3 separate regions of the Mus musculus genome follow, and all the other regions are linked to region 3. A link is a contact called in public Hi-C and HiChIP or PLAC-seq data. All regions are on one chromosome and are shown on one strand. The core of a region is the stretch at or near the end of the contact, and the rest is flanking DNA. Distances in the headings are between cores, read along the strand shown. Region 1 overlaps Gm31871 (a long non-coding RNA gene). Region 2 overlaps Ets1 (E26 avian leukemia oncogene 1, 5' domain). Region 3 has its middle 14 kb from the start of Gm32171.

Evidence for each region. A called contact is a pair of places that touch in the nucleus more often than the background predicts. HiChIP or PLAC-seq counts read pairs in DNA pulled down with a chosen protein or histone mark.
Region 1: a contact with region 3 is called in a Hi-C map of megakaryocyte progenitors, with 9 times the contacts expected there. The contact joins two enhancer-like sites. A contact is called at or near these places in 1 of 39 promoter capture datasets (hippocampal neurons), 3 of 15 datasets of contacts at CTCF or cohesin (embryonic stem cells and stem cell-derived epiblast-like cells), 99 of 484 Hi-C or Micro-C datasets (B cells, the Ba/F3 cell line, the C10 cell line and 50 more), 9 of 115 datasets of contacts at active chromatin or transcription factors (the NIH/3T3 cell line, Th17 cells, astrocytes and 4 more) and 1 of 9 other capture datasets (embryonic stem cells).
Region 2: an H3K27ac HiChIP or PLAC-seq map of the NIH/3T3 cell line shows a contact between it and region 3, with 11 times the contacts expected there. The contact joins two enhancer-like sites. A contact is called at or near these places in 4 of 484 Hi-C or Micro-C datasets (the C2C12 cell line, adipose-derived mesenchymal stem cells and embryonic fibroblasts), 2 of 115 datasets of contacts at active chromatin or transcription factors (the NIH/3T3 cell line and memory CD8 T cells) and 1 of 9 other capture datasets (embryonic stem cells).

Annotation. Positions count from the first base shown.
Region 1 is chr9:32,606,102-32,609,782 of GRCm38.p6, reverse strand. It overlaps Gm31871 (a long non-coding RNA gene), which reads right to left. Exons shown (of 4, transcript XR_379224.3): 4 at 2,700-3,029. Among named protein-coding and RNA genes, the nearest start is that of Gm31871, 13 kb to the right of the region's middle. Within about 2 kb of position 2,347, at least 37 of the 459 cell types and tissues checked have an H3K27ac peak or open chromatin away from gene starts, as enhancers often do. A contact at or near this core is called in megakaryocyte progenitors and pre-megakaryocyte-erythroid progenitors, where this site is marked.
Region 2 is chr9:32,698,544-32,702,063 of GRCm38.p6, reverse strand. The region is part of intron 3 of Ets1 (E26 avian leukemia oncogene 1, 5' domain); the gene reads right to left. Among named protein-coding and RNA genes, the nearest start is that of Ets1, 64 kb to the right of the region's middle. Within about 2 kb of position 1,528, at least 32 of the 459 cell types and tissues checked have an H3K27ac peak or open chromatin away from gene starts, as enhancers often do. A contact at or near this core is called in the NIH/3T3 cell line, where this site is marked.
Region 3 is chr9:33,238,950-33,242,438 of GRCm38.p6, reverse strand. No RefSeq gene overlaps it. Among named protein-coding and RNA genes, the nearest start is that of Gm32171, 14 kb to the left of the region's middle. Within about 2 kb of position 1,323, at least 27 of the 459 cell types and tissues checked have an H3K27ac peak or open chromatin away from gene starts, as enhancers often do. A contact at or near this core is called in the NIH/3T3 cell line, megakaryocyte progenitors and pre-megakaryocyte-erythroid progenitors, where this site is marked.

The DNA of each region.
Region 1 (3,681 bases), core at 1,098-3,597, 630 kb after region 3:
CTGGAGAGTAAGCCTGAGATGGCATATGAGCCAATCCTGGGCTACACCCAAGAGTCCTTAGGCTATGACATCTGAACCTCAACTAAGAATGGAGTCTGTCCTAGTTTCCTCTCTGTTTCTGGAATAAAATATCATCACCAGAAGCAACTGTAGGGAGGGAAGTTTCAGATCACACTCCATCATTGGAAGGCAAGGCAGAGACTCAACAAAGCCAGCTTGCTCTTGCACACAGCAATACCTCCAACCAAGGAACTTAGGTTGCCACTGAAGACATAGAACAGGAACTATGGAGGGGAACGCTTTCTACATGGCTCACTGGCCAGCTTATGCTCTGCTAACTTTCTTATACAATTCAAAGCCACCTGCCTAAGAATGGTACCACTCACCGTGGGCTGGGCCTACTATATCCATTAACAATGAAGACAACCGCACCCCTCCCCCAGACTAATCTGACCTAGACAATTCCTCAGCAGAGTTTTCTTCCTAGGTGACTGTAGGTTTTGTCAAGTTGACAGTTAAAGCTAACCAGGACAGGGTTGTGTGTTAACAGTTGGGCCCACTACAGGGCACCTGTGGTGTGACATCAGACTCTGAGACTCAAAAGAAAAAGTCCTTGTCCTGGTGAAGGAAGAAAAAGGTCAGTAAACTGAGAGTATGCCAAAGGCTGCAGGTGTCACTCTGGGTAACAGAGGGGAGATGTACAGATAGGCAGGCTGGGCAGGGACAGGCAGAGCAACGCCCTCTGAGGAGGAAACCTTTCCAGAAAAGAAAGCTGAGCCTGCACGTTCACTCTGGTTTCCGTGACAGGAGACCAAGCACAGAGACAGGACGACTGAGAAGGATGCCGTTGTGGAAGTCCAAGTGAGACTCAGAGGTGGTTTACCCAGGAGGAAGCAACACGGGGTAAATTCAAGCGGAAACAGGCCTTGCTGGCATTATGGGGGCTGCAGGTACCGAGATGTCAAACAGACAGACTCCACACCAGACATGTGGAAGCAAGATGGTGGTGTGAGGGAGATGAGGGAAAAGGGTTGTATGGCTCAGGCCAGACTTGTGTATGGCCATATGATCCCACGGTGCCTTTTTCTCGGTCTTCTGAGAGCCTGGAATCACCAGGGAGTTTGAACCAGAGATAGAGGAGTAGCCTAACACCTTAGAAATGCTACTTAAAGTCACAAGCCAGGCAGAGAGCTCTGAGAGACGAAGGGAAAAAACAGAGGGTCAAAGATGCTGCATGGGAAGAAGACAGGAAGGCCCACATGAAGAAGGCCTAGTCTGCTGGCCGGCCTGCATTCCCACCCACTTAAGAAACTGAGGCAGAGGTTTTTAAGTTCAAGACCTGCCTTCTACAGAACAAGTTTAAAGTGAGACCAGGCAACTGAAGGAGACCCTGTCTCAAAACTGAACAAACGAGTAATAAATAATTTAAATTCTTTATATTTATTTTATGCATGTGTTTTGCCTGAATGTGTGTGTCTATCACATTGAGGCCAGAGATGGTGTCTGAAACCCTGGAAATGGAGCTAAGTTGTAAACTGCTACGTGGGTGTTGGGAACCAAGTTTTCTGCAGTAGTATTAAGGGCTCTTACCCTCAGAACCGTCTTCTAAATAATTTTCTTAAAAGAAACTAAGTTCTCGGAATGTAGCTCAGTGGTAGAATACTTGACCAGAATATGTAAAACCTTTCCAATCCCTACGGAGGTGGAGGGAGCCCTAAGTACTGGGTATTGGCTTCTTGTTACAGAAGAATCCAAAGAGAGATCCAACAGGTTGCCAAAAGCCTGGAACTCCTAAAAGGTCCTCTGCTTCTAGAAGGACCCTCCCCACCCCAAGCCTGAAATCTCTGCCTGGAGTCCCTCCTGGGAGAAAGCACCAAAGGTTGTTGGAGAACACTGTTCGAGAACACTGTTGGAGAACACTGGCTCCATGCAGCCACCACCTGTGGATTCTCAAATGCATTGAAAGGCAAAGGAAGGCCCTAACCTCCGAAAGTGGAGGAAAACCCTACAATAAAGGGACTTTACAACAGGGTGAGCTTGAAATGAATAGTGGGGCCCGGGGGGTGGTGGGGAACCAGAGGATAAGGACAACCCTTCCTGTATGCCAGTGACACATGTCTTAACTTCCTGGTCACTACACACTGTTCATCTGAACATTTGGAGAACCAAGGGCAGCCAGACCCAGACCCAGACCCCATCTGCAGCGTGTGACAGAGCTGAAGACGGAAAGAGCTTGCCCTGAAGCCTCAGCTACAGGTCTGGAAGTTGCTGCCTTGTCTTGGGCTCCAGTGTTTATGGATAGAAAGGCGGGGCCTGGGCCCCAGAGAGGAAGGCAGAGCCTCATCTGCCCGGGCTGATAAGTGATCCTACAAGACAAGCAGAAGGGTCGGGACAGAGATCTGAGAGCAGCCAGATGCTCCGCACAGCAGGCAGAGTTCCTGACTAGGATGGCCTTTAATGTCTGCCTCAGCTCCTGGGGAGAGGGCTAAAGGCAAGGATCAGTTCCCACCCCAGGCAGGGAGGAGACCGGGTCTGTGAAGAATCTACCCAACATAGGCTTCAGGCCCCATACAGTGCTCGGAACTGAAGACAGGCGCTTAGGACTGACTAGATCGGCAAAATGAGTAGTAAAACTTAGACATTGCTTCCCAAGTTTAGATACTTTAATAGAGTCAACTCTCAAAACAGGAGCCATCAGCAAAAACATTGCTAAGTCCCCTCTCTTTGATGAATGAGAAATTAAGCCTCGAAATGAAGAAGAAACTTTCCCAGGATTGCATAGCTAATAAAAAAAATCCCTCTGCTGCCATTTGTTCTTGCCCGTACCATTTCCACAGGATCCTTAGCTTGCTAACACAGGTATCCACCAAAGCCCTTGATGTCTGTGGAGAAGGGACACTGAAACGTTAGATGAAAATGCCTTGTTCATATTGCATCCAGAAAAGGGTGTGTGTGGGGGGGGGGGGGGGATAAGCCAGCAAAATGGTATGCCAGAATGCTCAGCCCAGATGTTCCAAGGTCCTCTCCACCTGAAACAAAAAAGGCAGAAAGAAGTAAATTACCTACTTCCTTCTCTCACAAGTCTGACAGAACAAAGAGAGCCCAGACAAAAGCAAGGGAGGATGGAGAGAAAGCCACTGGGCTGAGGGGGCTGCTGGGATATCAGCCTGGCCTGTGTGAAGCCTTTCTGTGAGCCTGGGGAGAGGATGGGGAGGGTCCTCCTGACCCCTGTCCTCAGGATTCTTATTAGGAAAATCACGGTGGAGGGGAAAACAAGGCTTGGTGATAGATGACAGAGAGACAGAGACAAGGAGATGGAGACGGAAAAAAGGAGAGACAGAGGAGAAAACAAAACAAGCCGGGGAGTGCTGGACATTCCTCTCGAACCCTCCAAGTCCATGAGCTCTAGTGGTTTGGACCCAGAGCCTGGAACTCTTAGGGAACAAAAAGATTGGAAGTGTGCTTCTAGGCTTCCTGACATAGTGATTGCTAGAGACCATAGGCAGGCAATGACGAGCACAGGACAAAGCTGGAACACAGAAAACAGACAGGAGGAAAGAGCACTGGCTTAGAAATAGCATCTAGCCAGGTACAAGTGGGCAATGAGATGGATCTGAGAACCTGACCTCATTCTGGTCCTAACTAGCCTGGAAGGAGGGGGCAATGTGGGCTTCCGTAGCC
Region 2 (3,520 bases), core at 279-2,778, 540 kb after region 3:
ATAAAAAGTTATCCTCAACCCTTAACTAAATAGTACAACGGTAGCTACAGAGCATGAGGAGTGAGGCTGAGATATTTGGGAACAGCTCTGGCCTTTCGAACCCTGGGTTAAGCACAGCCGAACAACTACAAGCAGAAGGCAGATCTAAAACTCTGCAGACGCAGAGGCAAAGGCTACTCCAGCTTCCGCCTGAGCGGAAAAATGGAAACAGTGCTTCACCGTGGAGCTGAGAAATCCAGCAGGCACCTGTCAATTCATACACAAGTTCCTCTTGATGAAGGCTGCATGGCCTAAGGATGCTAAGTACTTAGAGAAACACCCCCATGATATAATGGTAAAGGAATCAATATTGACCGTGGATAAGGAAGCAGAGCCTGTTTCTCAATGAGCCGTGTGCTGATGCGACTATCCTACCTTCCCCTATAATCGTCCTCACACAGCAACTGGGATCAAAATAAATAAATTTTAGAGAAAAGATTGAAGTTTTTTTTGTCCTGTGTATGCAACACAAAGGAAGTTATCCAGAGCCTTCTTATAAAGCACAAAGTTAAACTTCAACTGCCTTCGGTTTGCCAGTTGATGCCTTTCAGCATCCAGACTTGAAACTCTAAGTCCACGGCAGCACCAACCAGTGCTGCGGGAGATAAAACGGTAGAAGCTGGAGGCGCAGGGACTTGACGGTCCCACCAGAGACCAAGCCTAGAACACCTGAAAGTCAGCAAAGCACAAGACTCCCTGGTTCTCCCTTCAGCACCTGAGGTTGGAGTGCCCAGAACCTTTAAGCCTCTCCTAAGAATACACATCTGGCTGGCCACGCCTCGGGACACCCTTTCACCACGCCATTCAGCTCAGAGGATGGCAGGGAGAACCCCTGTACTCCTTGAGCCTCCAAAGCACCAGGCAGTCAGCACGGCCTTCTTATACAGACTATGGTTTAATTTCCAGAATGACTGAAAATAACACAGTGCTTTTACATCAGGTACAACATGCCTGCCACATCGTACTGGTGTCTAAGTCTCTAAAGAGTCAATGTAGAAAAGGTGTATACTTCTATGAATATCACATTCTCCATCCAGAAAAAAGGAAAATGGGATGAATAGTATTTCCCACAGAGTGAGTGTCAATCAAGTGTGGTCCAGTAAGGGACCATTGTAGACATTCAAAGCATACGCGATAGACATTTCAGAAACTTCCTACAACAGTTAGGTAACAGGAGTTACCATCAGCAAGGCCCAGGAATGTCGTCACAGCTACACTTCTCATTCTGTCTATAATTACATTGTCTCATTTGCCAATGGAATCAGCCACTGTACTCTGAAACAGGGATACTCTTTCCTGGAAAATCCTGGCTGCCACTAACCAGCTCTTGCTTTTGCAGAAATTGTGGTAGGGCCCCGAGCAAGCTAGACTTGGGGAGGTTGACCACGGCTGCTTTGTCTCCTAGAGAGATGTTCCTACAGGGTGGTCTGGCCTCTTTAAGAGGAAAAAAAAAAGCCCAGCAACACAAACCAACCAAAAATGCCAGGAATGTAAGCTCTGCCAACCAAGTAAATAAATAAAATGTAAAATACTTTATAATAACTGGACAAGACACATTGCTCAATCCAGTAAGATGGAAAAACTTTACTAATCCCCCACAACTCTGCAAACGTTGCCATTGTCCTTGGACTTGGGAGATTTCCTACTCTGAGTATCAATGTATCAATGTATCAATGACAGGTTCAATCACCCGAAGGAGTACACCAGCCTCTAGAACCTTGCAGAGTGACAGTCAGGCCTCCAAACACTCTGCAAGTGAACTGCAAACCAGATTTGTTATCTAGAGCTCAGATTAAAGCCCCACTGGTGTGAGATTTCAGGCCAGGTCTTTTTCTCTCTTGTTCTTTCCTTCCCAAGTGGTAGATGTGGGAGACATATATAAACCAGCCATTAGATTCCCTACCAAACCTTCCAGGGTCCTTTGAATGTTCTACACCGTTCAAGGTTCCTATTGACTTGTTTCTTCCTTATCTGCTCCACAGACCCCAGGACCTGGGCCAGCACTGAGTAAAGGTGTTCCACATATTCCGGTTTCATCTTTATCCAAGGATTATTAGTCTCGGTTCACACTCGCAGGAGCTGGAGGACAGGGAGATTAAGTAGTCTGCCCAAAGTCACACAGCCACTAACTGGGGATTCACACCCAGACAAACTGGCTCCACAGACCCTGTCTAAACCACTGGTCTATTTAGTCACTAACAGAGTGTGGCAACAAGGGATCTAGAAACACAGTCATAAGCAAAGCTGGCAGCCGGCAGCCGGCAGCCCTCCCCTCTTCCTTCTTTCCTGTAGCAACACAAAGACCGTCTAAACTAAGAAAGGACAACGCTTCTCCCATCTCTGAGGACAATAATGGTCCCCAGGGGATGGACGTCCTCTATCAAAGTAAGATGGAGGTTGGGTCTGGTCCTTATAGCCTTATAAATGGGCAAAGAGCCAGTTTTCTGTGTGAAAACTGCTGTTCCTCCATGGCCAGCGTCTCCACCTCACTGGTGGTACAGGTGAAGTGGAATGAGAAGGAGAGCAATAATAAAGTAACATTTGCTCGCACACCCTGCCTTCATAGCCTCAGCCCTTACTCCAAAGCCTCCACACCAGGAAGGAACTAGGAACAAGTCAAGGCTGCGTTTGGATTTAAATCTACAGCAGACCTGAGAGACGTGTGCAATGAGATAGTATGCCCTACCTTACACTTGTGAGGGAAACCGAATGCCCGTGTCATTTTAGGGTGTGTATTAACATTGTCAAAAATGTCAGACCTCAAAATCAAACCAAAGCGCATAATGGTTCTTGGTCAAGTCCTAACCACAGAGAGGCTAGCAAATATTCCAGGTGTCCTGTCTCCAATTTGGACCCTCAGACTTCCCACTTCACTTCTCTGATTCTAGGAATCTGGGGAGGGGGCAGAGAGGAAGTTCTGACTTGATTGCTGAGGTAACAGCAATACCTGACACTATTTGTCTCTGCTTGTGAGAAACGAAGCAATACAAAGAAAAACCATTATGATAAAGACCAAGGTCCCAGTCGTGGACTCGAACCCACGCCATGAATAGTTGAACTTTGACACAGGTGTCCTGTGTAATCTGATGGGCCAGGTAAAGCTCTACTTAACATCTACTTAATATCCTTCTTTCTGTTAGCCAAGACTACCAAAGAAGTCCTGGCCAGGGCTTACTTCTATCTTTGCACCTAAAAATTGAAGTCTCCATTGAAACTTCTTTACTGAGCCTCCAAAGGTAACTTGCAATATTGCTCACTGTATGGATCTGACACGTTAGAAACAGATTCAGCTTCCTTCAGCTTCTGGCTCCGTGCAGAATTTTGCCTAATTGTCTTAACGTGTTGGTGCCTCTGGATTCTCATCCGAGGTATGGGCATATTTACATAAATGCAGTACAGTCCAGAAAAAAATACTTCAAAAAGTTATAATAATCAACAAATCATTGCTCTTTATTTTGTCTAAGAAAGTGTAGTGAGATAT
Region 3 (3,489 bases), core at 74-2,573:
CAGGGCAGACATGAAAAGGAATTCAATGCAAGAGGCTACAAATCAAAAGAACAAAAAAATGATTTTAGATATGCATTGTCCTACAGAAATTTTTGTAAAGTCTTCACTCACTTTTGTATCCCTTTGTAGTATCTTCTTGGAATAGCCTCCTCTAGTGTATCCCAGAAGAGTCCATCAAGGTGGTCCATGTGATAATTTAAAAAGCATCAAAATCCTCCCTCAAATGTGAGCTCATCCATCTGGTTTGGTTATTTCTAGCCCAGCCCAGCTTCTCAACTGCTTTGTCCTTCAATTCCCCCTTCTCCTTGTTCTTGTCTGACAGCAAGGTGGCTTACTTGCAACTGTTTAATATAAGGTAAATCATTGCACCTCTCTGGACCATATTTTTCTTCTGTAGATAGACTAAGAAGATTATTCAGTTTGTGCTTATAACCACCTTAATGCTTTTTCCTCTACCTCAGCTTCACAGTGAGGTCTTCCCAGACTCTGACCATTATCTCTGTGCTCTGGGCACTGCTATTTTTCTGCACCCCACCCCCCAAGTCTCTTTTGCTGCCTAGGTTCATTCATCTGCTTGGGTTTGGGAGGCCCATCTAACGCATCTTTCAATCTCTAATGTTCTCTGTAATGGCTGAGGCTCAAAATGGTGCTCCACAGATGCTCTGGAGCAAAGGTGACTGAAAAGAACATGATTTGAACGTCTAGTCCTACATACACTAATTCAAAATGCCAGGTGGAATTTGCATGTTGTTCTTGCTCATGTGAACAGGAGAACATGACATGGTTCTGAAGCTCATTTGCTTCTTTCTAACACAGAACTTCCCTGAAATGTGATGAATGCTGTGCCTCTTTGTGAGGGAAAGAGATGAAGAAATAAGTCAAAGAATCTTTTGACATGTTCTTTAGGGACTTGAGGAAAGAATTCTTGTCTTCCCTAGTGTTAGGGCCTGTGGTAAGCATGGGCTTTATCAGTGCCAAGCAGTGAGTCAGGGAACGGGTGGCCCATTCTGTGGTTTTCAGTGGGAGGTGGGGTGTGTGTGGAAATTTTAATATCTCAGACTGTCCTGTTCATACCCATCCTTTAAAAGCCAGTTACAAGGGTGTGTGAACTTTAAAAACCCCTCTTCTCAAGCCTTGACCAAAGGAGGGCTTGAGCTCGGAGGGGCTTTCCAGGATAGTCTCCAAGTACAATAATGTCATTTTTCATGAACTTTTCTGAGACCTGAGTCCAAAACAGCCTGTGGCCTCCATCCATCACTTCTAAGCTAGCAGTAAAGACACCCTTGGAAAGACTTATGCTCTCTGAGCCAAACCACCAACAGCTACTCTTTCACAAAGGCTTCCTGGCCTAACCTACATTCTGCTAACCACACTGGCAATGCTCTGCAATACTGTGCTGCAAGGAGGCCATCTTTCTGGGAGTAGGTATTTGAGACAGACACTTAGAAGACCAATTTTAATGTGCAGATTATAATTTGTGGAGCTTTGAGTGTGGGTTGTGACAGAGAGGGCACTAAAAACGGGTCATGCATGGTTTGTTTTTATGGGACCAAGTGGAGAAATTGTGTGAGAGGATTTTGTATGAACAATTTCTAGGTAGTATTTTATTGATTGCTCTCATTCAAATGCATATTAGCAATTGTTAAACCATGTCTTCTCCTTCCATATTGCTTGGTATCTGCCATACTGTCTATTATAGAGTGCTATGTATGAGTCAGTAATTAGATGCCAGTTTTCCCTGCTAGGCCTATTATGGCAGGCATTATCATTCATCTATCTGCAGCTCTTCCACAGCAGCTACAATAGTGATGGTTAGCTTTCCCGTGCTTAATTGCTTTGCTTTGCCTGAGTAGCTTTATAATCTAGATAGAGGTAATACAAAACAATATTAGTGACACTTATGATAAGGAGACAATGAGTGAAATTAGCAAAATGCAGGGGTCACCCAGTGATCATTTCTGTGGTATTTATGAGCAGCTTTAGACTGATAACTGAGATTTTTTATGACCCACAGGCAATTATTGCCATTTGAATTTTCACTTTAAGGCATGCCAACCATACAGAGGAAGAGAAGGGGAAGGAAGGGGAGGGAGGAGAAGGAAGGAAAGGAAGATTACACATAAACCTCCCTACCTACAGTAAGGACTTCCTTTGTGTGTAGAGTAAAACCAGAGTTTCTTCCTTCTGATGGATAGAAATACAAATACCCAGAGAGCATACAGAATAGACATCCACCTGTGCTATGGATTGAGACTCCAAGAATATCAAACAACTGGCCCTTGGAAGGACACGTGTTGAAATAGCATGTTGTTTTAAGAGTTCTCAATAGGAGACTAAGATTTCAAAACATCTGAATAACTTCCTTGCTGTAAAGCATCTAGAGTTAAAATGTGAAGCTAGATAAATAGCAGCAGCCTCCAAGAGAAGAGATTCACTGAACTTAGGTACATAACTGATGATCAACACTGAAGTTAGAAATGCTGCAGGCAAGCCCACTCTGGGATGCCCATTTCCAGTGGAACACCCTTGAGTCACACCTGCTTTTTAACTCAAGAGATAAATTTCAGATTCCCCATTTCTCATGAGGGAATTATTGAGGAAGTGATCTGTAAGTGGCAAAATTTTACCTTCTAAGAAATTAATCTAGTACTTCTATATATCCATCCCATGACCAACAGCCATGTGATATTTGTAGCAGAGATTCAATGAATGTCCACAGGAAAAGCAGGCCAGTGCTGTATTCTCACCTACTGGGTTGAGATGATTTAATTTCATAAATCTAAATCTTGTCTAAATACAAGGGTATGGTTCTCACTTTGAAAATGAAATTGACATAAGAAAAATCCTATAACACACACAGACACAGACACCGTATAATATATATATGAAACAAGCTTTTTAAATTAACCCCATGAAAACATCAGAAGACAAATAATACAGAGAGTGTTCTTCTTTTACTTAAGCTGGGTCAAGATTCAAACTTGAACATAGAATTTTCTGGAAATGTTGGTCTGGCCTACCTCACTGGAGCCCATGTCCAAGTCAGGCTAAGTGTATTCCTGACATCTCAAAGCCAAGCTCTCACCTCTCTGATCTGTTTCATAGTCAGGAAGGAAGTGAGTGGATACAATGCACATATCAGTATAGTGTGTGCATATGCCTGTCAAGGGAGAGAACACCAAGGCTGCCCTGACTAACCAGACCCAGAAAAGATGGAAGAGATAAGATGAACGTCACAAGCATGATTAATGGGCTAAGTCACTGCCCATAGTCCAGCTCATTATCAGCCTCTCTCTTTCCATGAGAGGAGGCAAAGTAGAGTGAGCTAAAAGATAGGAAGTGCTCCCCATGTTCACAGCTGAGCTGGAGCTGAAAGAACCTAGCCATGGGTCTACAATGATGGCTGTTGGCAACCAACAAAAGGAAAAGGTCACCAAAGTTGACCTTCTTCTCATGACTCATAATCCAAGGACTGTCAATTACTGCTTA